Regions from separate parts of the Mus musculus genome. Here region 2 is linked to region 1. A link is a contact called in public HiChIP or PLAC-seq data. All regions are on one chromosome and are shown on one strand. The core of a region is the stretch at or near the end of the contact, and the rest is flanking DNA. Distances in the headings are between cores, read along the strand shown.

What was found. HiChIP or PLAC-seq counts read pairs in DNA pulled down with a chosen protein or histone mark.
Region 2: a contact with region 1 is called in an H3K27ac HiChIP or PLAC-seq map of stem cell-derived neural progenitor cells, with 6 times the contacts expected there. The contact joins two enhancer-like sites. A contact is called at or near these places in 3 of 115 datasets of contacts at active chromatin or transcription factors (astrocytes, pancreatic cancer cells and stem cell-derived neural progenitor cells) and 1 of 9 other capture datasets (embryonic stem cells).

Annotation. Positions count from the first base shown.
Region 1 is chr3:51,529,672-51,534,184 of GRCm38.p6, forward strand. It overlaps Setd7 (SET domain containing (lysine methyltransferase) 7), which reads right to left. Exons shown (of 8, transcript NM_080793.5): 5 at 3,304-3,385; 6 at 400-517. Among named protein-coding and RNA genes, the nearest start is that of Gm36008, 21 kb to the left of the region's middle. Within about 2 kb of position 2,555, at least 94 of the 459 cell types and tissues checked have an H3K27ac peak or open chromatin away from gene starts, as enhancers often do. A contact at or near this core is called in astrocytes and stem cell-derived neural progenitor cells, where this site is marked.
Region 2 is chr3:52,043,566-52,047,864 of GRCm38.p6, forward strand. All of the region lies in intron 1 of Maml3 (mastermind like transcriptional coactivator 3), which reads right to left. Among named protein-coding and RNA genes, the nearest start is that of Maml3, 59 kb to the right of the region's middle. Within about 2 kb of position 2,701, at least 377 of the 459 cell types and tissues checked have an H3K27ac peak or open chromatin away from gene starts, as enhancers often do. A contact at or near this core is called in astrocytes and stem cell-derived neural progenitor cells, where this site is marked.

The DNA.
Region 1 (4,513 bases), core at 1,305-3,804:
ATGGGGACACTGCTGTGTAATGGACCTGGACGACCCTCACGCTTTCAGCCTTTCAGGTGCTAAGATTACAGGCACGCAGCACCGCACCCTGCCTGTCAACTTTTAGCTTTTGAGTTTGGATTTTTTTTTCCCCCACTAAAACTCTTCCTGGCAAGATGGAGACTATCGTATAACGTTGCATTAGCATGGGGGCAGGGGGACTTTCCTAAAAACATACCACATTGGAGGTCATTAATTCATTATTAGGAATCTGACTAGATCTTGAGTTTCAGATGTTGGGTGTGGTCTAGAGGAGACACATGACTGTGTCATTGTCCCACTTTCTATGACCATGAAAGTGGCTTGCTTAAGCTAAGGGCCTTTAGTCGATTAGGTTGAATTCACATCTTGCCCCCTTACCTCTTGGTGTGTAATTCGGACTCCATTATAAAACGACATAACAGTATTAGGTCCAACTGCTACCTTGGAAAACAGCCCTTCTCCAGCACTGGAGATGAGAGAGTCGGCAACATAAACCCTAAATATAGATATAATAATAAAAATCAGATCGTGAGCTTTTCAGCGTGACCCGTCACTTCATGTCAATCACCAAAATTCCATTACAAATTATTGCAATTATTCAACAAAGGCAGGGGGGGAGGGTCAAGAAAGTAAAATGCAATACGTTAGCAACAGGAATGGAAGAAACACCTCTTATCTCTGCAAGCGCTGTATTCAAACTGAACTCTACCCCGCTCCTTTAGATGAAGTATCTGGCTCAGGCGGCCTCAGACTTGCTCCTGAGCCAATGACAACAGGAACTCCTTCTTAATTATTATTTTATTTTGAGACAGGTTCTCTCTGTGTACCCCTGGCTGTCCTGGAACTCTCTCTATAGATCAGGCTGGCCTCGAACTCACAGAGATCCCTTCCCTCTGCTTCCAGGGAATCCAGTGACAACCACCTGAGATAATGATGAACTTCTAGTCTTTCTGCTTCCACCTCAAGTGTCCAATTTTCTGTAGTGCCAGAGATCAAACCTAGGGTTTTGAGACTACCAGGTACACATTCTGTTAACGGAGCCGTATCCCCAGGCCTCAAACAATCTTCCCTAGGGCTGGGGAGATGGCTGATCTTCCAGACCACCTGGGTTTGGTTCCCAGCACCCATATGACATCTCATAACTATTTGTAACCACAGTGCCAAGGATCTGATGCCCTCCTCTGGCTCCTGTGAACAGTGCACCCACAAGGTGCACAGATACACATGCAAACACTCATACACACAATTTTTTTAAAGTCTTCTTTAACAAGGAGTAATTAGTATAGATCCCTAAAGCTACCCATACCTGATATACCTTTTTGAAGAGGAAGATAACATTTACAGCTAATGGTGATTTTTAGTCTTACCAGACAAGAAAGCATTCCCCAGCTTTTCAAAGCCAGATAACAGAGAAAGACCATTTCTTAGTTAAATGCCAAGACGGCTGTTTACACAAAAGGTGACAACGAATCAGCTATATCCAACAAAGGGGTTAAAGCAGCGGTCAGCTAGCTACAGGTCAAATCTGACTGCTGCTCATTTTTGTTGATAAAGTTTTATTGAGACACAGTTGCCTCCCCCAGTTTGCTGAAGACTGTGTCTGACTGCTGCTGGGCTCAGAGGGAGAGATGAGTCTGTGCATCAGACAACACAAGGCCCCCAAGCTTCCACATTGTTACTCAGGGTGAAAAAGGTTCCTACGAATAGCTTTACAAGAAAAGCACTCTCGGTTGTGGAGTGGATGTAATAGAAACTTATGCTCCACCAACAAAGCTTTCATTTCTTCATGCGCTGTGATGGATGGCTCTGCTAGAGGCTGGACATCTGTAATTTTGGCTTATTTTTATGGACTAGAAAGCTGAATTATTGCTTCCAATTCTGCTCCTTTCCTGTGACAGAATGATACATCTCGCCCTCTTGCCAGGTGACCTCATGACACTCCCTTCAGCGCAGGAGGGTTGTATATCCCCCACCCTGCTGACTCTGCTGTTAGAACACAGGGGAAGGCCCTGCTGCTAGAACACAGGGGAAGGCCCTGCTGCTTGGCTTCAGGTGTTAAGAGGTGATGAGTTTCTGCCAGTCTCTTCCAGTTTCCACTGTCTCCAGGAAAAAAATATGCCCTGGGGGTTGTTTTTCCTTTAGCCAGAGTCTTGGAATGAAGAGATGTGAAACAGACCTGAACCCGACTTGAATCCTGGAGCCCAGCCTAGTCCGGCTGAGCCTGGTGAAGCCCAAATAAAAAATGGCTGAACCAAAGCCAGCCCTCCGAACCATGCGTAGAACACAAAATGCTCGCCCCTGTAAACAGCTAAGCGGTTTGAGAGTATTGCTATGCAGAATTTCACAACAGCAGCCTCGCTTGATAGATACAGTTGGCCCTGTAGTCTTTTGGGGCTAACACAGAAAACAGTCTGCACCCTGGCCCTGGGCCAGAACCTCTTGTCAAAAAAGGACATTTTTCTCCCTGCCTGTGGCACTGCGGGATCAGCTCGGTCAGGCAGACCAGGAGAAGGCTTGTTTCTCAGCTGGGAGCAGAAAGTAAACAAGAGCTAACCTATGCGCTGGGGGTTGGGGACTGTCCTTACTCAGAAGTAGACCAGCTGCTGGAGAGTGAGAAGCTGAAGGGCAGCCAACTGCATAGGTTAGGCGTGAAATGGCCAGACTTGACTAGGCGGGGAGCTTTTATGATCGCCATTATTTGTTGTCTTTCTACACTGTCTTCCCTTATGAATAAGGAAGTTGCTTTATGGTCCAAGGGTCAGGCTGCAGAGAATAGAAGTTGTGCTGAAAGTACAGGTCAGGCTAGAAAGGAGGAGGCTAGCGGGAGCCCTGACAGGACCTGTAACATGGCTCTGTGGGTGAAAGCGCCTGCTTTCAAGCCTGACTCCTTCCACATGGTGGAAGGAAAGAACTGGTTTCAGAAGTTGTTCTCTAATTTGTACGTGCTTGCTTCCCCATCCACCCAGAGTCCTGAGAAAGGGGACATTTGAAAGGGACTGACGGACTGACCCAGCACCTTTCCTAGAGAATTCGTTCTAGGACGAGATGAACTGGCTATTGCTAGTGTAGACACTTCCTACGGTCAGGCTCGCTATAAGCATGTAACTGGTCTTCCTCAGGATACCCAAATCCTTACTTGGAAGATGTGCCAAGGAAAAGCGCTCATTATGGAGGGGCTTGGGGTTGAGCAGGAGCCCAGCCTGAGCAGAGAGCCACAGGAGAACGAGCGTGCCCACCACCAGGGCACACACAGGGCAGTGAAAGGCACAAGGAAAGAGTTACCTCTCAGACTCATAAGGGTCTGGAAGGAGAGCATCGCTGGAGATGCAGGAGGAAGTCGATTTATCAAAGTGGTACACGGAACCTAAAAGGCAAATCCACACGTGAGTTCAGGTGCAGCGCCCGGCAGCACACGCAGATGTGTTCCTCGTCATGGGAGGGCCCAATCAATCACACGTGCCAATCTGGTCACGACAGCTAGAATAGCTAAGTCGACCTCTGCCCATTTACTCTTTGATTAGGTTTTTGAATCTTGCCTCCCCCCACCCTCCCACTTAGTAGGAGACAGGGTCCTACTAAGTTGTCCAGCCTGGCTTGGACCTTATAATCCTCAAGTTTTTGAGTGGATGAGATTACAGACCTGCATTTACCAGCCCTGGTTTAGTTTAAGTCTTAATGGACAACCATCAGACTTAACTCTTGGGATTCCTATTTGTTGAGTTTCCTTTATTCAAGTGCCTTAAAAACCTGCTTGGGTACCTAAAATTTTAAGAAAAACAAAAACAAAAACAAAACAAAAACACTTTTTAAATAGAATTTTCAGACTTTTTGATTAGAACAAACTGGGTAATGGTTTTTAAATTTCTCTGAGGGTCTCTTCATCCCAGACAGTCTTTAAACTCTATAGCAGAGCCCAGCACATGACTCCTTTACTGAGAGTGAAGTCAGCCTCACAGAATTAAGGACAACATTGCTCTCCATGCTACATTAACTGTCATTTGGCTTCTGTCTGGTGGCTCAGCACCTGGGGATGATTCCTGAAGATAGGTATGCAACGGTCCTACAATCGCCGTTGGCTTTCTGTCAACCTTGGCAAATTCCCAGGGCTCATACACAAAGAAACAAGATTTGGAACCAGGAACGGGGTAGTAAACTCCTACAAAGCAAATTGTTTTTAGCACCAAGACCACACAAGCAATCCCACCAGTCAGGCCTTCAGTAGTTGTCATGGTTACCAGACCCCTTTCCTGTTGTTTAAAATACAACGTTAACCTACATGAATACCTCAAACTTAAGTTAGAAAACCCAAATCAGCCAGCGACAACCTAGGATCAGACCACTTAAGGATGTCAAAAGTGGAACTTTCAAGTGGGCAACTTGGTTACACGGGAGGCAGGAGAGCCGCGAAGCTAAGCAGGGAGCCCAGAGGAATTTAGGTATCACGTTCTCCCCAGGCCCCACAATGCATCTGTGGTAAGCAGCCTCTTGGGCT
Region 2 (4,299 bases), core at 1,451-3,950, 510 kb after region 1:
CCTAACCAGACTACTCTCTCTACTCCAGACAGGCTGGCTGGGAACTAAAGAGTTGTCTAAATGCCTTCCAGCATCTGACAGTTTAAGATGTGAACTTCCATTAGTTAGATACCAGATTCTCCTCCAGTTAACGCTGGTGTTTTCCTGGTGTTTTCTACCTCTGGTAGTGGAAGCATGGCCTGAAGCAAACCAGTTCCTATTCTGGAAATGGCCGGCTCTCTCCTAAAGTAAGACAAACTAATTCATAGCTATAACCCAGAGGGAATACTTAGTAAAAGGGGAGCGAGACCATGCTGTGCTGTGTGGGCTGAAGGAAACACACAACAAAAACAGCAAGCCTACCAGACAGAGGTTTTTAAAAAAGTGTTGGGCCCTGCAGAGTTCTAATGCAGTAGACAGCAAGTACCTAGAGGGAAAGGGCTCTCAGTGCCTCGTGTAGTCTGCTTATCTCAAGTCTAAACCAATCATCTTGATGGTTGGTTATGGCCAGGATAGGGTTTAGTGGCCTTTCTGAGAAGAGCAGGAAGGCCTAGCCCAGCTCATTCTAGACTGGATTCCTCTCCCTACAAGGACCCCGCCTTTCTCTGCAGTAAGGGTTTCTACTGAGTAAGCAAGAGAGAATTCATAGTTTTATTGATTTCTCTCACTCTGACTGGAAAGGGCTACAAGCCGCAGGGAGGTGTCGCCTCTGCTGCTTATTGCTATATCTGACCGGGAAACTCAGTTTTGGAATAGAAACTTAATAGAAAAGAAGAAAAAGGAAAAAAAAAAATCAGAGGGTTAATTGCCTGCCTGGTGGGAAAGATGGCAGGTCTGGCTGAGTCGAGGTCCTTTGTGGTCACCAAACCCTTATGACTGACAGTTATCACAGTCACCTCCTACTGCAAAGCAACTTTTACAGCTTTTATATCTCCAAATGAAACCAAAGATCTGATCTGCCTACCAGAGTCAAGGACACAAATCTCTCAAACTCTCCTGGGGGCAAGAGGGGAATGGAGCCTGGAGCTGGGAGGAGAGACTAGGCAAACTTGCCTTTCTCCACCCACTCACTCTCATCCCTAAAGTAGAATAAAATAAGCTGGGAGGCCGGGTAAGGCCTGTTAACCCAGAAGCCTGCCTCCAATTAATGTGATATTGCTCCTTTAAAACCCTGTACGAGAACGGCCCGGCTGCTGCTGATCCCAAGGCTGCGGCACGGTAATTGTCACTTAGCCACTTAACTCCCCGCAGCCCGGCTCACACGCTCCTTGAGGTTTATCTCTCAGCCAATTACTGCTGTCATTTGCGTTTCAATGTGTGGAATCAGAGGCCAGGCCCAGGAATACAGCACAAGAGAAACCCCCTTGGGGGACAGGAGCCTACTAAGACCTAGTGGCTGATGGGGTGAGACACAAACAACCCACCAGGGTGGGAGTGGCCGAGGGGCTTCCTCGAAGGGGAGGCCCACTCCGGCTGGGCTGTGGTCCTTTTCGGGCCTCTTCACTGGGGCAACCGAGAAGACGAAACATCTCGCTTAAAACATCGCGTCGGTTCCAAATAATGATGGCGATAATTAAAAAGCAACAGAAATTTAGCTGTGGAGCGATTGTGGACAGGAGGCAAGGTAATGTACAGAAGCCGGTCACAATGAACGATTACTAAGTCAGGACAAGCAAGAGAGACAGAAGCCAAAGCAGAGAACCCTCATTTTAGGCCACACTGCTCTTTCAAGCAACGAGGGGGGGGGGGTGGAGTCAGGTAGTGGCGGGATGGGGGTTGGGGGAGGGGCACTTAACCCTTTGCTAGTTCCGCCCTAAAATCCCTGGGAACTTGGGAGCCTCCTCAGCTAGCCCTGAGTGGGCACACCAGAGCTTGCTTTTGTGGTCTCTTGGATTTTAGGTCGGTAGCAAGTCTCTGCCTTTTAAAAGAAGACATGTAGGCTTGGCACAGTGCCACCTCGATCCCCTCACTAGGCTGACTGAGGCTGGAGGATCCTGAGTTACAGGCCAGTCTGGGATACATAAGAAGGAGGTCTCAAAGCGTGCCCTGTCCTCCCCCCAAAACATTCCTTAAAGGCACAGCCAGGTATGAGATGAACCAGAAAAGAAAACAACAACAACAACCACCATTTATGAATCCTCCTGTGGAGAGTCAGGTTTGGCAAAGATGCCCTCCCTTGAAGGGTGAATGGAAGTGGATCTCAGCCTCTTAGGGTTTGGTTTTCTCTGCCTCCCACACAAAGGCAACATTTCCTGCACTGTATTATAGTTTTTATTCCTAAAGTTTTAAGCCATTCCTGTCTACCCAGGCAACTTTATAGCTGAAGTGAATTAACTTAGCTGGGGGTGGGGGGGGGGTCTTCATTTGGAAGTGGATCTACCTGAGGAATACACACATACACACACACACACACACACACACACACCCTGACCACACAAGGTAGAGAAAGAAAAGAAGCAGAGAAGAAAGCTGTGGGAAGGCAGCTCCCGCAGGACACCGTAGGACTACTGTGACGACGGACCAGCCGGAGGGGTAGGGAGCCAACTTCAGTCTGTGAGCCAGGAGGCTATAAGAAGCACGCTCCCTCTGACATTCCATCCTCCACAACTCCAGCAACCACAGGAGGAGGGCCTAAGCCGGAAGAGACCTGTTCTAGCTGGATCTATCTCCGCCTGTCTCTAGGTTGAAAATAAAACTCTGAACTTCTCTGCCAATGAGCTCTGCCAGGCCCGATGACGTCCCGGCACGTCAGTTCTATTTGCAGGCAAGGTCCCTGTGCACCAGGTGAGGAGGAGTCTGGGCAGAGGACTCTGGGATGGTGGGCCTGACTTCCCACTGTGCACAGCCGAGATCTGAAAAGAGCTGCCGGGGTGCTAGTAATTGCACACGTCAGCGAGAGCTGTGCAAAGGAGAGTGGGCTCAGAGAGAGCTAATTGCTATCCTCGGGCTATGTGCTCCTTGTTGAATACCAGAGCGGGAAATCTGATCTGTGCAAAGCAAAGGAAAATCACCAGTAAAATAAAACAAGGAGGCAGCCTGCCCACGCTGGCCACAGACTCCCATTTGTCCTTCCCTCATCTACCGTCATCCTTATTATTAAGAAAATCTATAAATCTGGAACTCTTAGATTTCTTTCTCTTTTCTGTCACTGGGGACAACTGAGCACAGAGACTGGCTCCTCAGATAATGGTGGCCCCAAATGAAGCTCCTAAGGATCCCGAGAGTCTAACTTTCTCCTCCTTTTCATGTCTGTTTGCAAGGATTTATAATCATCGTCATCACCATCATTATCGTCTAAGCAGAACCACCATTTGAACCTCTCCTTCCTTGCTTTCTCCCACTTCCTCGGTCAGTGTCTTAGCTCATTAATTCCTGGCTCTCTGGATCCTGAAGTGTGCGATAAGCTGCTCTTTTTCTTTTGTCTCAAGGCCAAAAAGACTTTCTGGAGAGGCAAGCTCCACAAGTCCGGCCCTCCCGGCCGTGAGTGACAGCTTAGAGGAGCTTTGGCAGCCTGCCACCGATAGCCAAGAACACAGAGCCGTCCAATCAGCAGCATGAATCCCTTCCTACTGCGACACGGGGGCAGCCTTTCTTCAGCTTGGCTGCTGACACCCAAGGATCTCAGAGTTGCCTCCGCCTGTGATCCTGCCTCTTCCTCAAAGGACCTCACAGTGTACGGACCTTGGGTTCATCCTTCTGCGGTGGTTCCGTCAGATTCAGTTTAATCATGGGAAGAGCTTTAGCTCCTCCCACTTCACACTCCACGCATTTCCTGCTCCCCCTGTCTTGACAGAGCAAAAATCAATGACTCTGCCACTGTGGGTTATCCAGGGTGATAGCAAGAGCCTGTCTTGGATCTCAGTGCCTCCCCACAGACCTGCACACCCCAAACTGGAAACCATGAGTTCTTTCTAAAGAGACCTTTCTAAAGAGACTGATGGTCCACCAATCCTTCAGGCTGGGCTCCTATTCCCTCCTCATCTCCCATCTCTAAAAGCAAAAGCTTTTTGCATTTTATTTCACTCACATTTCTCAAATCCAGCTCCCAGCACCCTGAGATGAGGGCACAGCCCCTTAGCTCAGCCCCGAGCCCTCCTCTGTGTCTCTTGCCCAACACCAGGAGAGAGCTAACACTAATGCCCCACTTGTTCCAAGGCCTTCCGCGTGGCATCTGAAAGCTGTTCCCTTCCAGTATCGCCAAGCTTAGTCCTGCCTGCATCAATCTCCTGCTGCACTAGGGATCTCCCATGCCCTGCTCAGTCTCCGTTATTCCTCGTACCACTTCACCCAGCTAAACCCACGGCTTTGCTCAAGAGCTCC